Regions from separate parts of the Xenopus tropicalis genome. Here region 1 is linked to region 2. The links are chromatin contacts, called in public Hi-C maps. All regions are on one chromosome and are shown on one strand. The core of a region is the stretch at or near the end of the contact, and the rest is flanking DNA. Distances in the headings are between cores, read along the strand shown.

The links. A called contact is a pair of places that touch in the nucleus more often than the background predicts.
Region 1: a contact with region 2 is called in a Hi-C map of gastrula embryo, with 2.5 times the contacts expected there. The contact joins the promoter of nsd1 here to the promoter of LOC100493455 in region 2. A contact is called at or near these places in 3 of 5 Hi-C or Micro-C datasets (gastrula embryo, neurula embryo and tailbud embryo).

Annotation. Positions count from the first base shown.
Region 1 is chr3:46,241,926-46,248,062 of UCB_Xtro_10.0, reverse strand. nsd1 (histone-lysine N-methyltransferase, H3 lysine-36 and H4 lysine-20 specific) reads left to right here and starts at 1,918. Exons shown (of 23, transcript XM_004912862.4): 1 at 1,918-2,238; 2 at 4,083-5,011. The coding sequence starts at 4,100.
Region 2 is chr3:46,111,427-46,117,218 of UCB_Xtro_10.0, reverse strand. It overlaps LOC100493455 (lateral signaling target protein 2 homolog), which reads right to left and starts at 4,054. Exons shown (of 14, transcript XM_031898841.1): 1 at 3,864-4,054; 2 at 984-1,056.

The DNA of each region.
Region 1 (6,137 bases), core at 669-3,168, 130 kb before region 2:
AAAACGAACATTTTGCGACTTTTTCGTATTTTTTGCGAATTTTCGGCGCCTTTACAACTTTGCGGAAATTGTCGCGACTTTTACGTTACCAATACGATTTGCGCGAAAAAACGCGAATTTTTTGTAGCCATTACGATGCGCTCGTATCTTGTCGTGACTTTTTCGTATTGAGCACTCGTAAGCGGCGGGCGAAACTTTCAGACTTAGCATGATTTTGGTAGCCTCCCATAGGACTCAATGGCACCCTGCAGCTCCAACCTGGCCCAAGAAAAGTCACCATACTGAAGCTTGAATGAATCCGAATCTTTCGTACTCGGCGCGAAAGCTGCGAAAAAGTCGCGACTTTTCGCGCAAGTATTAACGCTACAAAAAAATCGCCAGATTTTGCGCAACATTCGGAATGGCAACGAAAAAGTCGCGACAATTATCCGAAAAATCGCAAAATACCGATCATTACGAAAAAAACGCAATCGGACGCATTCGGCCCGTTCGTGAGTAAGTAAATGGGCCCCTAAGTGTTCAGACATGAGCCTGTAAGTGTAGTGGCCAGTCAAAGGTAGGGTTGCCAACATTTCTGGCCTTTCTATTATATATTTATGCTTTTTCCCTATTAAAAGCATTGGGATGAAGTATCTATTTCACTGGCCAGGTGGGTAAAATACCATCCAGGTGTCAATCCTAGTTCCGGGGATGCTGGGAGATGTGTAAACTGGCAATGTGTGGCACAGTGGATAGTATGCTACCTTGCTGCTCTGGGGTTCTATAACTATGGTTCCAGCCAGGGCACAATCTTCATTGAGTTTGCATATGTTCTCCAGACACGTTTGGCTTTCCTCCAGATAATCTTGTACAGGTATAGGACCCGTTATCCAGAATGCTCGCAACCAAGGGTATTCAGGATAAGGGGTCTTTCCGTAATTTGGATCTCCACACCTACTAAAAAATCAATAAAACCTTAATTAAACCCAATAAGATTGTTTTAATTCCAATAAGAAATAAATATATCTTAGCTTGGATTAATTACAAGGTACTGTTTTATTACTACAGAGAAAAGGGAAATACATTTTATAATTCTATATTATTTGATTAAAATGGAGCCTATGGGGGACAGGCTTTCTGTAATTCGGAGCTATCTGGATAACAGGTTTCCGGATAAAAGACCCCAAACCTGTACCAAACGCTAAACCCATACAGGCAGGTTAATTGGCTCCTGATAGAACTGACCATAGTGTAACTTTTCAATCGATCTTTATTATTTATTTTGTAGTTTTTTAATTATGTGCTTTCTTCTTCTATTTCCAGGTTTTGAATGGGGGTCACTGACCCCAGCAGCCAAAAAACGACTGCTCTGCGAGGTTACAATGTTATTGTTATTCTTACTTTGTATTACTTATCTTTCTATTTATGCCCTCCTTTATTCATAATTCTGTCTCTCTTTGAAACTACTGCCTGGTTGCTGGGGTAATATGAGCCTTAGCAACCAGATTACTACTGAACTCAAGACTGGAGTGTTGCTGAACAAAAAGTGAAACATTTAAAAAAAAAAAAAAAAAAACATAAGTAATAAAAACAATTAAGATCAATTGCAAATTGTCTCAGAATATTACAGTCTACATGGTATTAAAATTGAACTCAAAGTTGAACCCCTTTGAAACATAAGGTGCACTCTGGCAGAGACTGGCGTGTAAAATCTATAGTATCTGTAAAGGATACGTCTTCGCTATATGAATAATAGTTGCAAGGTTTGACCGCTCAGAAGGCCTAACAGTACGCGCAGCAGTTCCTCAGGCTTCCTGTAGGGGGCCGAGCACAAAGTACAGAACAAGAGATGTGTGTGCGCGACTTTTCTTTATAAAACACATGTTCGCACAGTGGTGTTATGAATAGCTCAGTGTAATGAGGCGGCATGGGAGCCCGGTTCAGTTTAGTGTATGACAACGTTATGAGCCCGCAATATGAGTTATTAAATAGCAATAACACGGACTGAGCAAAAGAGTTACTTGAATCAATCAGCTTTTCTCCTTTCGGGAGCTGTTCCTGTACTCGTCATAACACGCAGCGCTTAGTCCAACCAAGTTACTAACGCCTTGGGTCGCTAATACTGAGCAGGCCGTCTCTGAGTCCCGGCTCAGGCTAAGGAAGGCGGAAGGAGCCCAGGCCGCGCCCGGGACGCCATTTTGACATTGTCAATAGTATGCCTCCCATGTCCCAGCTGGGGGCAGTTTTTCTCAGCGGGAGGTAAGGGCAAGCCTATATTTAATGCCATTACTTGGCTATAAGACAGGATGAAGGGGCGTGTGGTTATGTTGAGAAGGGCCCCCAGTGTTAGGGAGGGGGACTGCACAGAAACTAAGATGGAGGAGTGAGCGAGGGCCGTTCTCAGTGTAAGTGACACGGGCAGTGTCATTGAGATTGGAGGGGGGAGGGAAGGGACCATCTGGAGACCTTTACAATACAGTATGCACTTAAGGTCAGTGTACAAAGCATTACTCCCCTTTACACGTCTTCCCAATGTTAGGTGCGCCCCCTCTGTAAAATGGACTCCCCCTCTGGATATCAATTAGCAGCGCGCCATAAGAGCTGTCATTTGCAAGAGCCCCAATCACAGGACACAGACTCACTCCTGTCTGTCACTACTATGTCATATTTACAGATTCTCTTACATCATCCGCACCCCCACCAATAACAACCTAGCGCAGGCCACTCTTATACCCCCAAGGGACACTGCACGGTGACACTCAAGCTGCTGCTGCTGCTGGACTACAAATCCCAAGATCCTATTGACTGTGAAGTGGAAGCCCAACAGCTGGATGGACACAAGGTGTGAGATTGCTAGCCAAAGTCACCTCCCATACCCGGCAGATACCCTTCCTTCTCCAACCCCATCCCCTCAGTGTGCTTTCCTTGCCCTTTCTATAGTACCCCTGAGCCATAGTATTCCCCCCACTAGCTAACTACCCCCACCAGCAGCACCACCCTCCTCCTGAAGGTCCCCTCCCCCACCCAGGCTCCGCACGCCTCCTCCAGCAAGGGAAAGAGGCAGCCTAGCCCGCTGCGTGCTGTGCGGCGGGGGGAGGTAGTGCAGAGACCGGCGGGCTGCAGGCCTAGCGCAGTGTGATGAGGGGCAGGCGCACGGTAAGGCCGGTTGCTTGTTGGACAGCTTGCAAACTTTAACCCCCCCTCCCCTGCATGGATAGATTCACCTTTCTCCATTCTACTGCACTGCACCGGCGGATCATGCATGGGGTGGGCAGGGGGAGCCATATTCGTCTTTTTCCTCTCTAACCAATATGTTACACGGCCGGTTCCGTCTCCGGACTCCTTTTACCGGTGACCTCCAACTGTTTGCATAGAAATTTCTTATTTGCAGTTTCATGTTATAAGTGTGTGGGGATGAATGGGATTGTTACATTACACATAGTGGGATGCATTTATTGCCCACTGATACATGTGCATACATAAAGGGACAAAGCCGGCATATGTGATTAAGTTCTCTGGCAATACTGGTTTGCAGTTGTGTTTAAACTTCGATTCCCATCATTCTCCGACAGCCAGAGTCTTTCCGTGGGGTTGCTGTGATTCACAAACAGCTGATGGGGTCGCAGGTTAGACAGTTGTGCGGATGAGACCCGTTTTGTCTGTGTTTCCGTGCTCCCCTCCCCAGGTTATGGTATGTTCCTCGGCCAAGATGAGATTGTGTTCCAGTGTCTGCACCGGCAGAGCCAGACATTTGCTGCACGTTTATTAGGCCTCTGACTACTGCCATTTTGGCCGGTAGGGGAAGAATTTATCAGTGGTAATTGGGTCTGGCTTTGTTTCACATGACCAAGTATGTAGTCACAGGGGCCTAGGCCAAGCTTTGGACTGTTCCCATTTGTTATACCATACCCTTATACAGCTATTCATTTAATTCCTTCATATTGTTATTGCTTGTTTAAAAAAAAGTTGCAACATATTCCTCAGAGCTGTGCACTACATATCCACTCAAATATAAATGTTTCAGCATTGTCATGTGTCTCACTCACAATTATTTTTTGTATTTATTCCTTGTTCTAACTATTAATTTCTGCTTTTTTTGACAGATTAATGCCTGCACAGGATGGATGAAGCCTGTGAACTAAGGAGTACTACAGACTATTTGAACTCAGTGGATCCTAATGCCAAAAGCAAACCGTGCGTGGGTGACAGGGGCATTTTGGAACTACCAAATGGGTGTAGCGTTCCACTGAGCTCACCCACGCAAAGTGGCAAATTGGGTTATGGGCAGGATCCCTCCTCCCACTACATTCCTCTGCGCAGACTCCAGGATCTGGCCTCCATGATAAGCATCGAAGGCATGAATGGATCACAAAACATGGAGGCAAACGGATCTCAACCAAATCCTCAGCCCTATTTTTTTACTTCAAATGAGCCAAGAGGTCATGCCAGTCATCAGGATTCTACTCGTCAATTTTCACAAGACCTCACCATGAAACCCAAAAATGTAAAGAATGGGATGCATCCTTATGATTCTTTTTGTCATGTTGATATGGAAGAGCCAAATTATGCTATAGAACAGTTAAATTACAATCACACTGGGCCAGGTTTTGATGTGCCAGGCTATGGGCAACAGCCACCGGTGGAGCAAAATATTTTACCTGTTGGGGAGAATCAATCTAAAATTAACCCCACACCTCAGTTTGGATCAGAATTAGAGGATTTAGTTCCACTTGCTTGGTCTAGTAATGGAGAGGACCCAATGGAAAATGAAAATTTAAACACAAAAACATCTTTTTTATCAATGATTCGGGATGCTGAAATTCCAAACGGTGCACCTATTAATACTACTCCAGAAAATGCAATTCATGGGGATTTGGATCACAGTACAATTTTACATTTAGATGGTAGACTAAGTAACCAAGGACCGCTAACAGCGGAACACACTGAAGATGAATCGTTGTCTGTAGAAGAAGAGCTGGACGATTTGGATTCACATAATGAATTATCTCCGGATCGATCAGGATTACAATTTGTAAGCCAATCTTGGGTTAGTGGGTGTGTGAGAAATTTACTTAGTGGGTGCTTGCCTTGGTTTTAAAATGGGGGTTTATTTTTATTTGAATCTTTGTGGCCCCATCATAAATATCAAGTTCAATAGAAAATTGATTTTCATTTTGGTGATGTCCACGTACACTTGTACAAAGATTTTACTTTGTCTTGGTTTTTTAACTGGCAGTGGAGAATGACAATAGGTTCCACAACTATGATTAACTTTGACATCTTGTTTAGTGTAAATCATAATTTTTCTTTTTCTTAGAAAAGCTTGTTTAGTTTTTATTGCTATGCCTTGTTGTTCTATGATATAGCAAATCTAAGCAACTGCTTAGTAACTTCTGGCCATACAGAGAAAAAAAAATGTATGCTGGTTGGACAATCCTGACCCATACCTGTGTGCCATGACTCTTGATGGCTCAAGGCATTTTCACCACCACCAAAAAAGGCTGATCCACTGGCATTGTTCAATATGTAGTGACAGGCATGGTATCTACCTATCGGTGCACACTGAGAGGATGTTGAAGGTTTGACTTTAATGCAGTGCAGCATGCATCACTTCTTGCTGTGTGCAGGACAGCATCATTGCGTCGCCCTTATAATTTGTAAAAAGTCCAATTTATACACACACACACAAAAAATGTACATCTAGCACACCAGATTGTTTATATGCTTTTATGAATTGGCAGACCTTTGGATATTTTCGGTTTGTTAATGTTCTTGCGTAAGAAAATACCTTTTTTTTTTTTTTCTCTCTCCCATTTCTAGTTTTACATAGAAAGATGCTACTCTGGGCCTTCCATTAAAAGTTGTTGTTCATAGTAGTTATAAAACTTTGTTTAAAGGGGTTGGTTTGTGTTAGTTCCACTTTAATAACAGTGATGTCATTGAGGGTAAATAAGGTTTTGTTTACACCATAGATGCTGAAACTGTTTTGCAATGTGACCAGTTGTACACGCAATACTATTCTCATTCATCTCAAATATGAGAAGGAAATCTCATTAAATGTGAAAAATCACACTAGAACACCAGCTCTTTTCTTAAGAAATTTAAGGCTGGACAAGAAAAATCCACTGTCATTTTCTTATTTATTATCTGTTGTTTAT
Region 2 (5,792 bases), core at 2,805-5,304:
CTGAAACAGTTGTACCGGCTGATACATTATATAGCTTCAAGAAGGGGCTGGATGGCTTCTTAGCAAGTGAGGGAATACAGGGGTATGGGAGATAGCTCTCAGTACAAGTGAGGGAATACAGGGTTATGGGGGATAGCTCTTAGTACAAGTTGATCCAGGGACTAGTCTGATTGCCATCTTGGAGGCAGGAAGGAATTCCACCCCCCACCCCCCTGCAGCAAATTAGAGAGGCTTCAGACAAAACAAAAGGACAGTGAAATACAAGGGCAATGTAAAGTTAGGGTGGCTCAAAAACAAAAAACATGAATTTCCTTCAATGGCCCAGTCCAATTAAGAATCTATGTCACTGTTTAAAAACGAATGTGCAAGTAACCTGTTCAACTTACAGCAAATCAACCTGGAGCAATAGGCCAAAATCTCTTCTAAACACTGTGCAAAGCTTGTTTATCCTAACCACAATGGCAAGCTCTGCAATTTCTTCTCCTGCAGAGAATAACTGGAGGAGAGAACACCAATACTGACAGTGCTTGTAGTTAGTAGCCATAACTCCATCTGCCCGTCACTGCACATACGAGCCAGATTACAGACCACTTAAGTGTCATTTGTGTTGAAATATGCCCAGAGTGCACACTAATCACTAAAAGTGCCTCATTTATGGTTAAAAAGTAGAAATTTGACTCTTAAAGTTACCAGGGGTGATTATTTGTCGCAACAGGTAATTTGATGCCCGAGGCAAGGTTGCAACCTTGTCACATGGTAAAAATACTCTGTAACATTAGCCTAGATTCTGCTGTTGCTGCACAAGGTGGCTCTAGAACATGATGTTATGCAAAAGCATAGCTTAACTAAAGAAAATGTAATTCTAAACAACTTTCCAGTATATATTAATATATTTCAATGGATTTCATTTTTGTATTATTTGTATATGGTATATATTTGCAACTAAGTGGTATTAGTTTATTTGTTCTGTTCTCTGTGCTTACCCCTGGTTCTGACTCTTGAAACAATGTAGATTAGTTGGTTTACATTCCAGTGCTTCAGCAGTCAGAATCAGTACTGCCAAAAATAAAAAGCAGTGAGTCAGACACTGCTACCAATAGAAATTACAATGTCACCAAACAAACTAATCAATTCATTATATGAAAATTGCTTTTGACTATTTTACTTTTATGACATTTTGCAAAAAATGGACATGCTGTTCAGTAATCTGAAATAGAATTAGAGAAAATAAAATTTAATAGTGGGATTTCATACTGGGTGGTCATGGGGATCACAAATGTGTGTGGTCATTGTACTTAGAGCTCATACTCATGACCTATACCCTTAGAGCTGATATTCTTATGAAGCTAATATGCTGTGCATTTCAGTATGGTCCACTACGGGGTCTGAGTGACCTGCTAGAACATATAATATCCTGATGGACCAAACCCTAGTGAGCCAGGGAGCAAGCAATTTCCATAATCTTTTTCTTATTTCCACCGTAGGTACATATAAAACACAAACTTAGCACTTACTATGGCTAATGTATGTAACAGTGGACCGGCGGTAGTAGGTTCTCTGGTGAGCACTAGGAGACGTGACATGTTAGTTGATCAAAACCTATTTTTTCTTTACTACGCTTTGTCTCCATCCCCAAAGGCAAAGATCCACAGGACATTTAGAGACCAAATAACATGTATCTGGGCTTAATGGAGCCAAATGATGCGTCATGCTACAAGGTGGAAAAACTAATGTGCTGCACATCAGTTTCTAAAGATAATTCTCATGGGCATGAGCACTAAGGAAAAGGCACACAAAGCATTTTGATCACTAGGAAAATCAGATTAGCAAATTATTTCTTCCACCTCCAGTCAACACTATTAAAATGTGCCTTGAGAAGATGAAATAGTATGCAGTTCATATTGCTTACGAGGTGCTTACTCCATCCTTTCAATATCCATATCCCATGGCCCCTGATTTAGCATAATTTTGTCATCCACATGTTTGAACAAATTGGATGTTTTCGAACGGATAAGCATGTTGGCAACCATTTTGAATATGCAGAGCAGGCCTTGTTTAACAAGCTAACAGTAGTGCATCAGTATAAGCTGAAATACTGTGTCCTTTTTTTGAGGGAAAGTAAATATAATCTATAGATTCTGACCCTTTAGCAGCAATATGATCATGCGAATAATATTAAAATTATTACTAAGCGCCAATATTTACATCGTCTTGCAAAACTGTTATCTTTTACCACTCCATTAAAAGGGTGGTTCACCTTTCAGTTAACTTTCAGTATGTTATAGAATGCCCTATTTCTAGCAACTATGCAGTTGGTCTGCATTATTTATCTTTTATAGTTTTTGAATTATTTGCCTTCCTCTTCCAAAAACTATTGCCCTGTGAGGCTACAGTTTTATTGCTATTCTTTTTATTACTTATCCTTCTATGCAGACCCTCTAGTATTCATATTCCCATCTCTCATTTAAACCACTGCCTTGTTGCTAGGGTAAAACCAGATAGCTGCCAAAAAAACTAATGGAAAGCTGCTGAACAAAAAGCAAAATAACTGAAAAAAACATAAGAAATAGAAAATGAAGACCAATTGCAAATTCTCAGAATATCAATGTTTACATCATATTAAAAGTGAACTACCCCTTTAACAAAACTAACTGAATCATGGAAATATGATCTGTACTAAAAATATATATTGTATCGGCTCCTTGAGAAGAGTTGGCTGGGAAAAAATACCACCCTACTAGATTTATACCCACTCTTTACTACCCTAATCCAGACTAGTTTACAAAGTGCAGTCATAGGTGTCATCTTAACCTGTCCCTAATTGGTCACTGATATTACAGAGGGGTAGTAGCCAAAGGTTAAGCTTACAGGCCGCACAGTAGTGATGAAGCTATAAGCCCTCTTACTGGAGTCTGAGTCACCCTTCCCCCCAATCTGTGGGTTCTGGCAAATGCCATAGGGTACTGCTGTAAACTGCCATGGGTAGTCACTATTTAGTTGACTTGCTGGGGGCTTTTTGGGCTTCTGTATACCTGAGCCTATTTTGAAGCCCAGTCCAGACCTGCTGCCACCTATGTAAACCTTTTCTCCAACACAAACCTGTCTGTACTTCAAGTTGTGGGCTGCACTACAAATCACTATGATCTGGCCCTCTTTTTTCCTGGGCACCTAATAACAGATTAATCTAATGTTTCCTTTGTTGTATTATACAAGTCATTTGTAGCTTACTATTGTTTCATGAGGAGAAAACTGCTGCCATTTGTAGTCCATGTGGCCTGCCACATTGAAAACAATGAAACGTGATAACAATCTTTGTTACGGGCAGCACCCCTAGCATGAAAGTTGCCTCTTTTTAATGAGTCTTCCCACTCATGCAGTGCATTGTAGGAAACTGAAGTATACAATGCAATCACTTGGAGATCTACTCATAAACATGTTTAGGGAATGTCTGCTCTAATTGCAGTCAATAGGAATAGCTGTGTTCATGACAAACTGAGCGATTCATCAGTAAGAAGTTTTGTTATTCTTACATTAGGAAAAAGAAGCTAAGGAATTAAGGAGAATAAAAAGAATATAAAGCACTAACAATACTTAAGCAACTTTCCACAAGATTCTCGTGCAGTGCCCCAAATGAGAGAAACACTAGTGCCTTGTTTCTTTAGCTAAAATCAAGGAGTGGCTTGGTGCCCAACATGCCTGTGCAACAGAATTGAAAAAAAAATCCCCCTACAGTCATAGAAAGGAGTGGTTTAACTGCCCCTAATACAGTATAAAAAAGGAAATCTATTCTTTTGTGGTCTAGTAGCAAATCAATAAGCTATTTGCAGTAGTAAACAGTAAATATATAATATTAGGATTCTTACCTTTGGTTTGTTCAGCCACCTTCTCACCGCAGAGGGTAACATTGTACAAGCCTGGTTCCCAGTGTGTGACACTCTCTGCTCAGTTCCTTGCTGTTTCCTTAATGCCGCTTGCCTGGCTGCTGCTTTGTCTTTCTCACCTGGCTCCGCCTTTACCTGTCTGCTTCCAAATAACTCATCTCCAGTTACAAAATCCAAGAGAGCACAAAAAGAACATCATTGTGAAGCATGTCTGCTGCCACCCAATGGTAAAACTGACCTAAAGCATTTGTAGTGAGTGAGCATAAGATGTACTTAGTCAAACTTTCTGGAGGAGGTGGGTTTCACAAAATAATCCCTTTTGTGAACTGACCCCAAGGACTGGGCTTTTGAATTTTTGTGGAGGTTACTGGTCCCAGACTAGCCGTCTGTGGATTCTGGCATATGCCAAAGGGGCTGCTGTAAGATGCCATTGACAGTCACTTAATTGGGCTGGTGGAGGGCTGCGTGGGCCTCTGAGTCCATAAAATGCCAGGGACCATTTTGAATTTCACTCCAGGTCTGGTGGTTACTGACATCACAGTGTTTAGAGATTCTCCTACTTTAGCACAAATGACTAAGCACAGATTTGGGGGATAAAATGCTGGAGGAAAATGGAAGGCACCATTTGCAAACTGATTACATTTAAATGACAGAAATTTATCACTGTAATTTTGGGCCCCGGAGAAAAAAAGGTTAAACATTCTGGCCTAGGGTGGAAAGTATTAAAATGTTTATACTTCAGAGTGCCCTGCATTTTTTAAAGGTGCCCTGTATTAAAGGTTAGGTATGGCCATTTTAGCACTTCTATAATATGTTAATTAAACGACACATGTTGCAGGGTTGTCATCTAACCCTAATTTAACAGGAAGATGATCCAGACCTGGATTTTTTTTTACAAATCTAATTCCTCTTCACATTAAATGTTAACAGGATATGAAGAAAAAAAATGGCCAGAGTATATCATTATCCCTTAATAATATGGAGTTAGTAGACAATTGTGGAATCTGCAAATGTCATTAGTTCCACAGCAGCGTGGTAAAAATCCAGTCCAACCAGTTGTAACAAAAATAGACATTACTGAGCATTAATCAGTCATGATCCCTGCTGCACTGCATTCTAACCAGCCATGTACCATGTACATATTGTTATCATTGTTACTGTAAGTATATTTTTATTTATATTGTGCTACTGGGCACCCAGTGCTTTTAACAATTTATAAAAAAAACAGTGAAAAATATAAATCTACAACGATTATTTATTTTGCAAATAATCGCAATTAACTGTGATTTTGCTTCTTTTTGTGATTTTCATATTTAAGAAGAATTTTTAATTTTCATATATATATATAAAATAATAACTCTAATGGCTTCTGCCAGACATAGCCGATTCTCGGCTTGTGAATAAACGCAGGCTGAAAATCCACCCTTATGCTCCAAAAAGTTTACTGCTCCTAGGGCCATTGTGTCTGACCGGGTGCAGGCACACATAGCAGATTTAAGGGCTGTGGCACATGGGGAGATTAGTCGCTGCACAACTAATCTCCCTTGTCGGGGGCGACTAATCTCCCCGAAATGCCATCCCACCGTTACAATGTAAATCGCCGGTGGGATGGCATACCACCAGCGATTTGTCGCCTGGTGACTAATCTCCCCATGTGCCACAGCCCTAAGAGCAGAACTATGCAGCTCCAGTCTAAAATCCGCTCCATGTGCCTGCATTTATCTGCAGGCCGAGAATTTGCCACTTATGGCTGGAGCCTTAAGGTGGCCATACACGCACCGATAATATCGTACGAAACCTCGTTTCGTACGATATTCGGTGTGTGTATGGTATGTCGGCGAGTCGACTCGCCGATCGGACCAGTTGGAAAATTTTGATCGGGCGCCATAGAAGGCACCTGATCAAAATCTC